3 separate regions of the Mus musculus genome follow, and regions 2 and 3 are each linked to region 1. The links are chromatin contacts, called in public promoter capture Hi-C maps. All regions are on one chromosome and are shown on one strand. The core of a region is the stretch at or near the end of the contact, and the rest is flanking DNA. Distances in the headings are between cores, read along the strand shown.

Region 1 (2,863 bases), core at 180-2,679:
ATTGTAAACGTGGTGCATCACACAGAGCCAGGTAATGTAACCAGTCATGTGCTGGGCTCCTCAAACTTGTAAGTATTTTAATAGATGAATATGGGTAGCTGTAGGGGAAAACAGTAACATTACCTTAGAAGGTACAGATTGCATTTTTGTGCATTAGCTCACTGCCTGCAAACTACCTTGCTCTAATTTAGTCTCTCCTGAAAAACAATTCTTTTTCCATCTTGCAGATTTAATCCTGAACATTTTACTATGTTGAGTGTAGTAGCAACTTTAAAAAAAAAGTGTTTTGCCTGGGGGGGGGGGAGTGAGAAAACTTCAAAAACCACTGTTTCTGCAATGCTGATTCCAAGTTCCTAATATAAAGCTAGAGCAAATAAAGATTGCTACAGTAACCACACTTTGAACAAGTGTCTTTCAAAACAATGACGACGGAGCCATAATATTTTCTACAGGGTGAGCAGCTGATGTACCTGCAAACATCTTCTTTTCTTTTTTCCAGTTTGCTTTATAAACCTTGGAATTTGCGATCCCAGGCTAATTTAAAGAGGGAGACAAGCAATTCTCGGGCTTAAAAAGGATTGACTCGGCATTTACTTTTTTAGCCAAAGAAGGACGTTCCCCCATTCCAGGCCACCAGACAATTTGGTGTCAACTTGCTATGGTGGGAAATGCGACAAACTCCAAGAGCTCTCAAGACAAGGAAGCAGCTCTTAGCACCAGCTGCTTCCCACACTCCTGCAGCATCAGGACGCGGCGCTTCGGAGCTCCCCACGCCGCCTTCCGGGCAAAGGCCAGTACACCCTTCCCTGTCTGGGGAAACTGAGGCACCGTGACAAGAACGATCCACAGCTGGGCGAAGAGCCCTGTCTCTGCGTGGCATCCTCCTTCTCCCGGGAGATTGGGAAGGCTCTGTGCTAACGCGCTGTGGACAGCGCGCCCCTGGCCATCAGAAGGTTGTGGCACGAGCCTTGGACGCGACTGTCCCCAACCCGCCGGTCTCCGCCCTGCATGTACTTCCAGCATCCTGCGACCAGCCACGAGCTGGGAGAGCAGGGCACCTCCAGGCGCGTAGCCTCGCCAGCCCAGGCGTCCGAAAGTTCTGCAGCTCGGGCGGCCGCTGACCACAAACCCGGTGCGAGGCTCCCTCCTACTGTAGCCCGCCGCCCAGGCTCGCCCGCCCAGTGCCCTCACTGACCTGACACCGCTGCGCCACTCGGGTGGTCGCCGTGCACCTCTCGCCATGGCCACCCGGGGAGCTCTGCAGCACCGAGCGTGTACCAACCTCCTCCGCCGCCCGCGCCTCTTCTCGATGCGGGTTACGAGCCCCGCCGCCGGGAGCCGGAGCTTCCCACCTACGGGCTCCAGAGCCGGCGAGAGCCGAGCATGCCCAGTGCGGCTCCCGGCGGCGCCGAGGTCCGGTGCACTCTGCACAACCGGGTTTTCGCCGCAGCCGCGGCCCGGGGCGGGCCGCTGCGGGTGGTGGGCTCCGCCCACCCCGGGCTGGCCCTGCAGTCTGCAGGGAAGCATCGTGCTCAGAGAGCCCGGCCTCTGGGCGGGACCGGGCGGCCACTGGGCGGTGCTCCCGCGCTCCACCCTGCCTCTTCCTCCAGACTCAGTGGTGCTAGGGCAGCGTGACTGGTAATTGTGGGGAGGCAGGGCGCTGCCGGCGTTGTCACCTCAACTTTCCGGAGCGTCGCGTCTCAGTGGCGTTCAAGGACACGCAGGCAAAGGCGTCTTCGAATGTCATCTTGGATGCCACGGGCAACCAGCCTACCCACGCATTAACCAACCTAGTCTCTAAGGCTGTCTTGTCACAGCACCTCGCGAGCAGGAGCATATGGGGCCTCCTAGGCGGCCGGCCGCGCTGTCACAGCAAAAGCACAGTGGACGCCTCGAAGTGGCACGACAAGACACAGCAGGGTGTTTGCGGTGGATTCTGAGTGGTGTGGTTCCGCGAAAATTTATAAAACTGCCCCTTAAAATTATTTGCAGTTTCGACATTCTCTCTAAAGAGCAGTTAAGTTGTTCTGATGAGAAAAAATAAGTATTCTAAAAATATTTTTACCACCTACATAAGTTTTCTGTGAACAGTCCTGCAATATTAGTGGATCTCTCCCCTGCCATCCCACACGCATTTAAATATTATGTACCTATCATCTATCTTTCTGTCTGTCTATCTATCTATCTATCTATCTATCTATCTATCTATCTATCTATCTATCTATCTATCTATCTATCTATCTATCTATCATTCTATCTATCTATTTAAGGGAGATCTTGTCAGTTTCTGGGACAGTGACCAAGCTCTTCTTCCCTGGCTCTTCTATCCTGGCCCCCTCCGGCCACGCCCCACACCGTGTTTTTTTTTTTTTTTTTTTTAAGAAGGGTAGCCCCGCCCCCACACCTATGTTGGTCATAGGCTGCTGGAAAAACACGGAGAGTTGGATTAAGCAAATTAACGCTACTAAAGTGGCTCAGGCTGTCAGACCCCGCGTATTCCACTCTGAGTTAGGAACAGCTGTCAAGATGACAGGAAGCTGTTAACGGGATAGCAGTCGACCTCCTTCTCTGTGACTGACAAACCCAGAGGCAAAGTATTGTCTGTGACCTCAAGCCCTGAGTTCCGCCGCAGAAGTGGCTGCAGGCAACTGAGCATGCTCTGAACAGTGCCAGACTGCTGCACGTGGTTGCCTCTGGCATCTGGCTGCCCAAGGTTGAGGAACATCAAGACACCAGAGCTCAGAAGACAGGAGGAGGGAGCTGCCCTTACAGCAAGCAATAGCATGGGTACGTGGGACGAACGGACGAACGCTGGTGCAGAGGGATTTATGTGCCAATGGATGCACGGGCTCTCGTTTCTAAG
Region 2 (2,863 bases), core at 162-2,661, 900 kb before region 1:
GCAAGCAGGGCAGTGCACACCTGCAATCCCAGCATTCACAAAGCTGAAGTGGCAATATGGCTAAACTGAAGGTCAGACTAGGCTACATAGCAAGACCCTGTCTCAAAACAGAACAGCACAAACATCTCCTACTTACTGTGACCCTGGGAATATGCCTGGGAATATCTTGTGCTCATGATAATTTGCAGGCAGGAAGCTTCAGGCTCCGCCCTAAACACTGACATGTAATGTTAGAGCCTTGCTGTTGCTTCTGTGTGTGAGTGAAATGTGCTAGCAATCTTGCTTTTGCTTAAGAGATGGGCTGCCGATCAAGGGGGGAGCCCGTATGCTATATGTGTATTGTGTAAAGTAAATGGAGAAAAACGTGGTGCTGACTTCCCCCTTCTTCATTTGAGAAAATTCTGTGCACCACTGAAGTTGCTCGCCCGTGCACAGATAGCCTTCTGGAGGGACGTAGCACCCACATGGTTTTTACCCACAGTGTCTGCTTCCTAGGAGTGTAGAGTAGATAGCCTTCCCTTCTTATTTTCAACTGTTCCTCCCCACCCCTTCCAAGAAAAGTAGTCGGTGTTTGCTTGCTTATTTATTTGTGTGGCTTTTGTTTGTTTGTTTTATTTTGAGAATAGGACTTTAAGATGATTTTAAATATCACACAAACTCAACTCCAGATGCTTTCTGCTAGCCTATGAAATTGTATTGAGCCCGGATCATGATTCACTGAAAAAAAAAAAAAAAAAAAAAAAAAAAACTGCACCCCTCCCCCCACCTCCCTGCGTTCCCCTCCCCCCACCCTCCCGCGGTTTGTTAGCAAGGGAGGTGTGTCTCAGGAGATGCTGACTCGGACCTCTGTGTCTGGCCCAGGAGTACAAAGTCTCTAGCTGCGAGCAGAGGCTGATTAGCGAGATTGAGTACCGGCTGGAGCGCTCCCCTGTGGATGAGTCGGGAGACGAGGTGCAGGATCCAGATGTGCCTGTGGAGAACGCAACAGCTCCCTTCTTTGAGATGAAGCTGAAACACTACAAGATCTTTGAGGGGATGCCGGTGACTTTCACGTGTCGAGTGGCTGGGAATCCAAAGCCAAAGGTAAGCCAAAAAATGAAAAAATAAATCACTTTTTAAGGACTGATATAAGGAAAAAAAGCAATGGAGGAGGGAGAAATCCTCTAGTTACACTTTTGTTTCATCAGAAATAATCAAATCACTAAAAATGTATGACTAGGAGAGATCATGCCTTATAATTTAATTTTAGAGCCAAAAGTTAATCTAATTCTGGTGATTACTGCATAACACAGTTTTCATATCTTGGATCTGACTTTAAAAAAAAAAAATGGAGTTAGAAAACCAGGTGCGGTGGCTCACACCCTTAATCTCGGCACTCGGGAGCAAAGGCAGACAGATCTCTGTGAGGTCAAGGCCAGCCTCATCTACATAGTGAATTTTGAGCCAGCCAGGGGCTCATAGTGAAACCCTGCCTCAAGCGAAAAAGGGGGAGTTAGAAAAACTATGGCAGTAAGAGTCTAATATTCAGGACTAAATGTGTCCAGTCTTTTCCCAGTGGGAGGAAATGGACGGAAGGTTTTTCACTAATATTTAGGTGAACACACTCAGCAACGAGTTCTATCGTGCTCATTCCTTCCCTGCGTTCTTTCCCCCTCCAGCTGGTTCTGTCTCCTAGCTAGACACCTTTAATATTACACCTGTCCCATTACCTTATAAAACTTGGAACTTTAGAAAAAGCTTTTCCGTTTTCTGGGGAGACATTTGACAGAGCACACAAGGAGGTCAGAGGACAACCCATGGGAGTCACTTCTCTCCTGCCACATGGGTTCTAAAGATGGAAGGCACCCTCGCCCTAGCCCTTTCAGATTCAAATGCTTTGGAGTTGGATTAGTATGTCAGTTTGTGTTCTCAAATTTCGTGTATATCTATTTTAAAGAAGAAATTATTTTAAAACATAAGGGGTTAAAGTAGGCTTCTGTCAACAATCAGGCAGCTCCCCCGACCCCGCTTTTGGTTACAAGAAGAAAATGACAGTGGGAAACCATGTGGTTTGAAAGGGAATCCTAACCAGCAGCACTTACTGCACCCTCGTCACGTGGCTCACAGCCCAACTCCAGCTCCAAGAGACCCGGTGCCTGGTTCCAGCCTCTACAAGTGCGCACACACGCACGCACACACGCACGCAGCACACACAACTTTTAAAAACTAAAAGGAAGTTGAATTTTGCTGTTCCTGCTTGTGTTGCTCACAATTCAGTCTCCTGCGAAGATGCTGGTTTGCCGGGTTTTCACAGTGCCCTCTGCAGACTGGGCACTGTTATAGCAGCTGACGGGGAAGAGCGCATTCTCAGTCTGCCTCCTTGTTTCCTTCCACAGATCTATTGGTTTAAAGATGGGAAGCAGATTTCTCCGAAGAGCGATCACTACACCATTCAGAGAGACCTTGATGGGACCTGCTCTCTCCACACCACGGCCTCTACCCTAGACGACGATGGGAACTACACCATCATGGCTGCCAACCCTCAGGTGAAAACAGATGGAGGCTGGGCTCTGGTGGTATTGGGGTTGCCAGCCTTTGATTAGGCACAGGAACTGCTTAATTAAAAGGCGAAGTTGTACTTTTTTTTTTAACCTATAAAACTGTTTTCCACATCTTGTATCCACCTCTCTCTCGATGATAGAAACTTTCTTTGCTTTGCAAGCATTTATTCCATCACGAATTCCTATAGGAAGGATCCTGGCACACCCATGCATTCCTTACACAAATGCTTCCAAGGGTCTCTCATGTGATCTCCTCTTATTAGAGTTATGGAGTTGCAGCGGAGGGTGGACACAGTTTAGAGACAGAAAACAACCTGTAAAAG
Region 3 (2,863 bases), core at 171-2,670, 880 kb before region 1:
AACCACTTCCTAACTACTGCTCTTTCGAAACCCCACCCCTTTAACCCATGACGTAATTGCGCTTTTTCCCCTTACATTCTCCAGATGTGACTACATGTGTCCGAGACACCTTGTTGGTAGCAGGAATGAGTACTTACCATGGGGCAGGAGGAACTGTACGGGTTCTCTGGCTGATTTAGACAAGGCTAGTGTTTCAAAGGAACCGTTTCATAATCCAATAGTTTTATGATTGTTTTATGATCCAATAGTCTTTGGGTAGCAGAATACATCATTTCCCACTAGTAGAGTAGGAGGAAGGAGGAATATCAACTCTTCCTCACTTCTCTTCTATCCTAAAGTCAAGGGCAGCCCTATACAAAGCCAGCAGATGGCCACTGCCCCTCCCTTTAACAATGCAAGGGGGACTAGCCATTGAATGCTTTGGCCTGCTCTCTGTTCAACACAACTGCCAAGCTCTTAAGGTTTTCAGGATGTCTCCATTGTGATGCTAATTTGTCTGACTTTCTGGGCAATTTCAAATTGCTCTGGTTATTCACTTTCAAAGATTATAAAATAATAATAGGTCTGTGTCACATGCATCTCCATGGTGATGGCCAGTCCTTGGTGGGAAGCTTTCCAGCTGAGTGTTACTGTTATAAAGGCTGCACCTCCCGTGTTTCCAAAGAGCTCAGAGCTCGGTGCCATCATCACCTGGGAATGTTTATAGTCTTAGGTGAGGTAAGAAGATGACAGAAATATGTTTTAATCCCCGTTTTACTTACCTCCGAATTGTTCTAGAAAAGATGTTTAGAAGTGTATCTCTCAGTGCTCATGGGAACCACGGGAAGGTTTTAAACAAGAGAGTAACATGGAAAAGCCATTGTTTGTGCTACCGGAGGACGAACTGACTCTGGATCCGTAACTCTTGGTGATTTGATGGTTTTACTACTGGAGAAGTTCATGTGTGTCTCCTTTCTGGTGTAGGTCAGTGGGTTACCAACCCCAGATCTCAGCTGGCAACTAGATGGAAAGCCCATACGCCCCGACAGTGCTCACAAGATGCTGGTCCGTGAGAATGGGGTCCACTCCCTCATTATAGAGCCAGTCACGTCCCGGGACGCCGGCATCTACACATGTATTGCCACCAACAGAGCAGGACAGAACTCGTTTAACCTGGAGCTTGTGGTTGCTGGTAGGTGGCCTGTGATTTCTTTCTCACTGCTGAAACAAGTTAGTGGGCAAAGAAATGAATTCTGTGGTCAAGTAATGACTTTATGAGTTCCAAATTTTAAATCTTCAAAAAAAAAAAGGCATTTCAGGTGGCAGCCAGGGAATCCTGGTGCTGAAATACTCGGCACCACTAGGTGGCAGCAGTAGGTAAGGCCTGTGCGAGCCTGTTGACTTAATTAGAGCAATGCTCTCGCAGCTGCTAGCAATGACTCCGAATCTCTGAGGCCTGTCAGGCAGGCATTCTGAGGAGCAGATGGCCGGGCACTATGTGGGCCTATCAGTCTTGAATTAATTGAGGAAATAACGTGAGTGGAATGAAGCGTACAGACCTTTGCTTGAGGGGAGGGCTAACCTCTTACCACCCGACGTGAAAACAGTACTTCATCTTTCTAAAGCTCCCGAGTTCCTCGCAGTGACCCTTTGGCATGCCACTAACAGATCATTCCTCTCGTGTTCCCTTAGCTAAGGAAGCACACAAGGCCCCTGTGTTTATGGAGAAGCTACAGAACACGGGGGTTGCTGATGGATACCCAGTGCGGCTGGAATGCCGTGTCTCGGGAGTGCCGCCACCTCAGATATTTTGGAAGAAAGAAAATGAATCGCTCACTCACAGCACTGAGCGAGTAAGGTAAGACTGCACGGTGGCTTCGTCTACCTCAGAACTTGCACAGTCCCGGTGCTAGCTGAAACGACGCATCAGATACTGCATGCAAATCGGTGAGCGTAAAAGCCATGTACGTTATCATCAGTGATGTGCAAGACGAGAGCCACACTTCGTCCAAATGTAGGCTTAAGCTTTGGAAGAGAGCAATTTTGGGATGTGACAAAGCAGATTCTGACTTAACCTGGCTGCATTTTTGAAATGTGTATATCAGAAAGAAAAGATAGATTCGTTTGCTCCCATGGTGGTGGCCCAGCCTGTGGTTTTGTAAAGGCGGGTCTTCCCTTAAGAATTAGTGCATGGATTTACTCGCCCTCTTGAGGTCTGCTCTGCTCTCCCATTAACTTAATGGGGCTAGCTGCCTCTCTAGAATAAGTATGATCCTATTATCTGCTGCTCGCACAATTCCGTTTCTAATGACCTAATTAAAAATGATGCTTCATGTCCAAAGCCACTTTTTAAAAATGTAGAGCCCTAATGACTTTATCTTTTTCCGCAGCATGCACCAGGATAATCATGGCTACATCTGCCTGCTCATCCAGGGAGCCACAAAGGAAGACGCTGGGTGGTACACTGTGTCCGCCAAGAACGAAGCAGGCATTGTGTCCTGCACTGCCCGGCTGGATGTCTACAGTGAGTGCGCCTCATTTCATCTCGGTGCATTTCACACACTGAATGGTTAAGAATGAGATGGCAGAGTGATATATCTCATTACTCTAAGCTTTACATTTCTAAGTTAATATGCCAGGATTTTATTTGCCAAAAAAAAATTCATATTACTCTTTCTCTTTCTGTTTGTAGTTTCCCGACATTAATAGTGAAACCCTTCCAGGAGAACAAACACCCAAGTATCTCCAGGGTCTTTGATTGATTAGCGAGATGTGCATGTTGGTTTCTTAGGCTGGCTGGTCAGCTGCGCCTTTCTCACTTCAGCATCGTAGGGGTTAACATAAAGGCATCCGCATCTTTCACATTTTCTTATTTGTGTATTCT

What was found. Promoter capture Hi-C pulls out the DNA fragments that hold promoters and counts their contacts.
Region 2: a promoter capture Hi-C map of embryonic stem cells shows a contact between it and region 1, with 3 times the contacts expected there. The contact joins the enhancer-like site here to the promoter of Mfap3l in region 1. A contact is called at or near these places in 8 of 39 promoter capture datasets (HPC-7-derived erythroid cells, cranial neural crest, embryonic stem cells and 5 more), 4 of 484 Hi-C or Micro-C datasets (differentiating embryonic stem cells, embryonic stem cells, neural progenitor cells and 1 more) and 5 of 115 datasets of contacts at active chromatin or transcription factors (astrocytes, embryonic stem cells and neural tube).
Region 3: a contact with region 1 is called in a promoter capture Hi-C map of pre-B cells. The contact joins the enhancer-like site here to the promoter of Mfap3l in region 1. A contact is called at or near these places in 20 of 39 promoter capture datasets (the 3T3-L1 cell line, 3T3-L1-derived adipocytes, the C10 cell line and 15 more), 10 of 484 Hi-C or Micro-C datasets (the C2C12 cell line, the HPC-7 cell line, cerebellar granule neurons and 6 more), 5 of 115 datasets of contacts at active chromatin or transcription factors (astrocytes, differentiating embryonic stem cells, embryonic basal ganglia and 2 more) and 1 of 9 other capture datasets (embryonic stem cells).

Annotation. Positions count from the first base shown.
Region 1 is chr8:60,631,391-60,634,253 of GRCm38.p6, reverse strand. Mfap3l (microfibrillar-associated protein 3-like) reads right to left here and starts at 1,429. Exons shown (of 3, transcript NM_027756.5): 1 at 1,196-1,429. It overlaps Gm34730 (a long non-coding RNA gene), which reads left to right and starts at 2,399. Exons shown (of 3, transcript XR_379010.3): 1 at 2,399-2,787.
Region 2 is chr8:61,531,574-61,534,436 of GRCm38.p6, reverse strand. Palld (palladin, cytoskeletal associated protein) reads left to right here. Exons shown (of 22, transcript NM_001293772.2): 15 at 862-1,083; 16 at 2,376-2,525. Among named protein-coding and RNA genes, the nearest start is that of Cbr4, 45 kb to the right of the region's middle. Within about 2 kb of position 1,411, at least 10 of the 459 cell types and tissues checked have an H3K27ac peak or open chromatin away from gene starts, as enhancers often do. A contact at or near this core is called in differentiating embryonic stem cells and embryonic stem cells, where this site is marked.
Region 3 is chr8:61,514,843-61,517,705 of GRCm38.p6, reverse strand. It overlaps Palld (palladin, cytoskeletal associated protein), which reads left to right. Exons shown (of 22, transcript NM_001293772.2): 19 at 964-1,171; 20 at 1,672-1,837; 21 at 2,370-2,503. Among named protein-coding and RNA genes, the nearest start is that of Cbr4, 29 kb to the right of the region's middle. Within about 2 kb of position 1,420, at least 127 of the 459 cell types and tissues checked have an H3K27ac peak or open chromatin away from gene starts, as enhancers often do. A contact at or near this core is called in the HPC-7 cell line, embryonic basal ganglia, embryonic forebrain and 8 more, where this site is marked.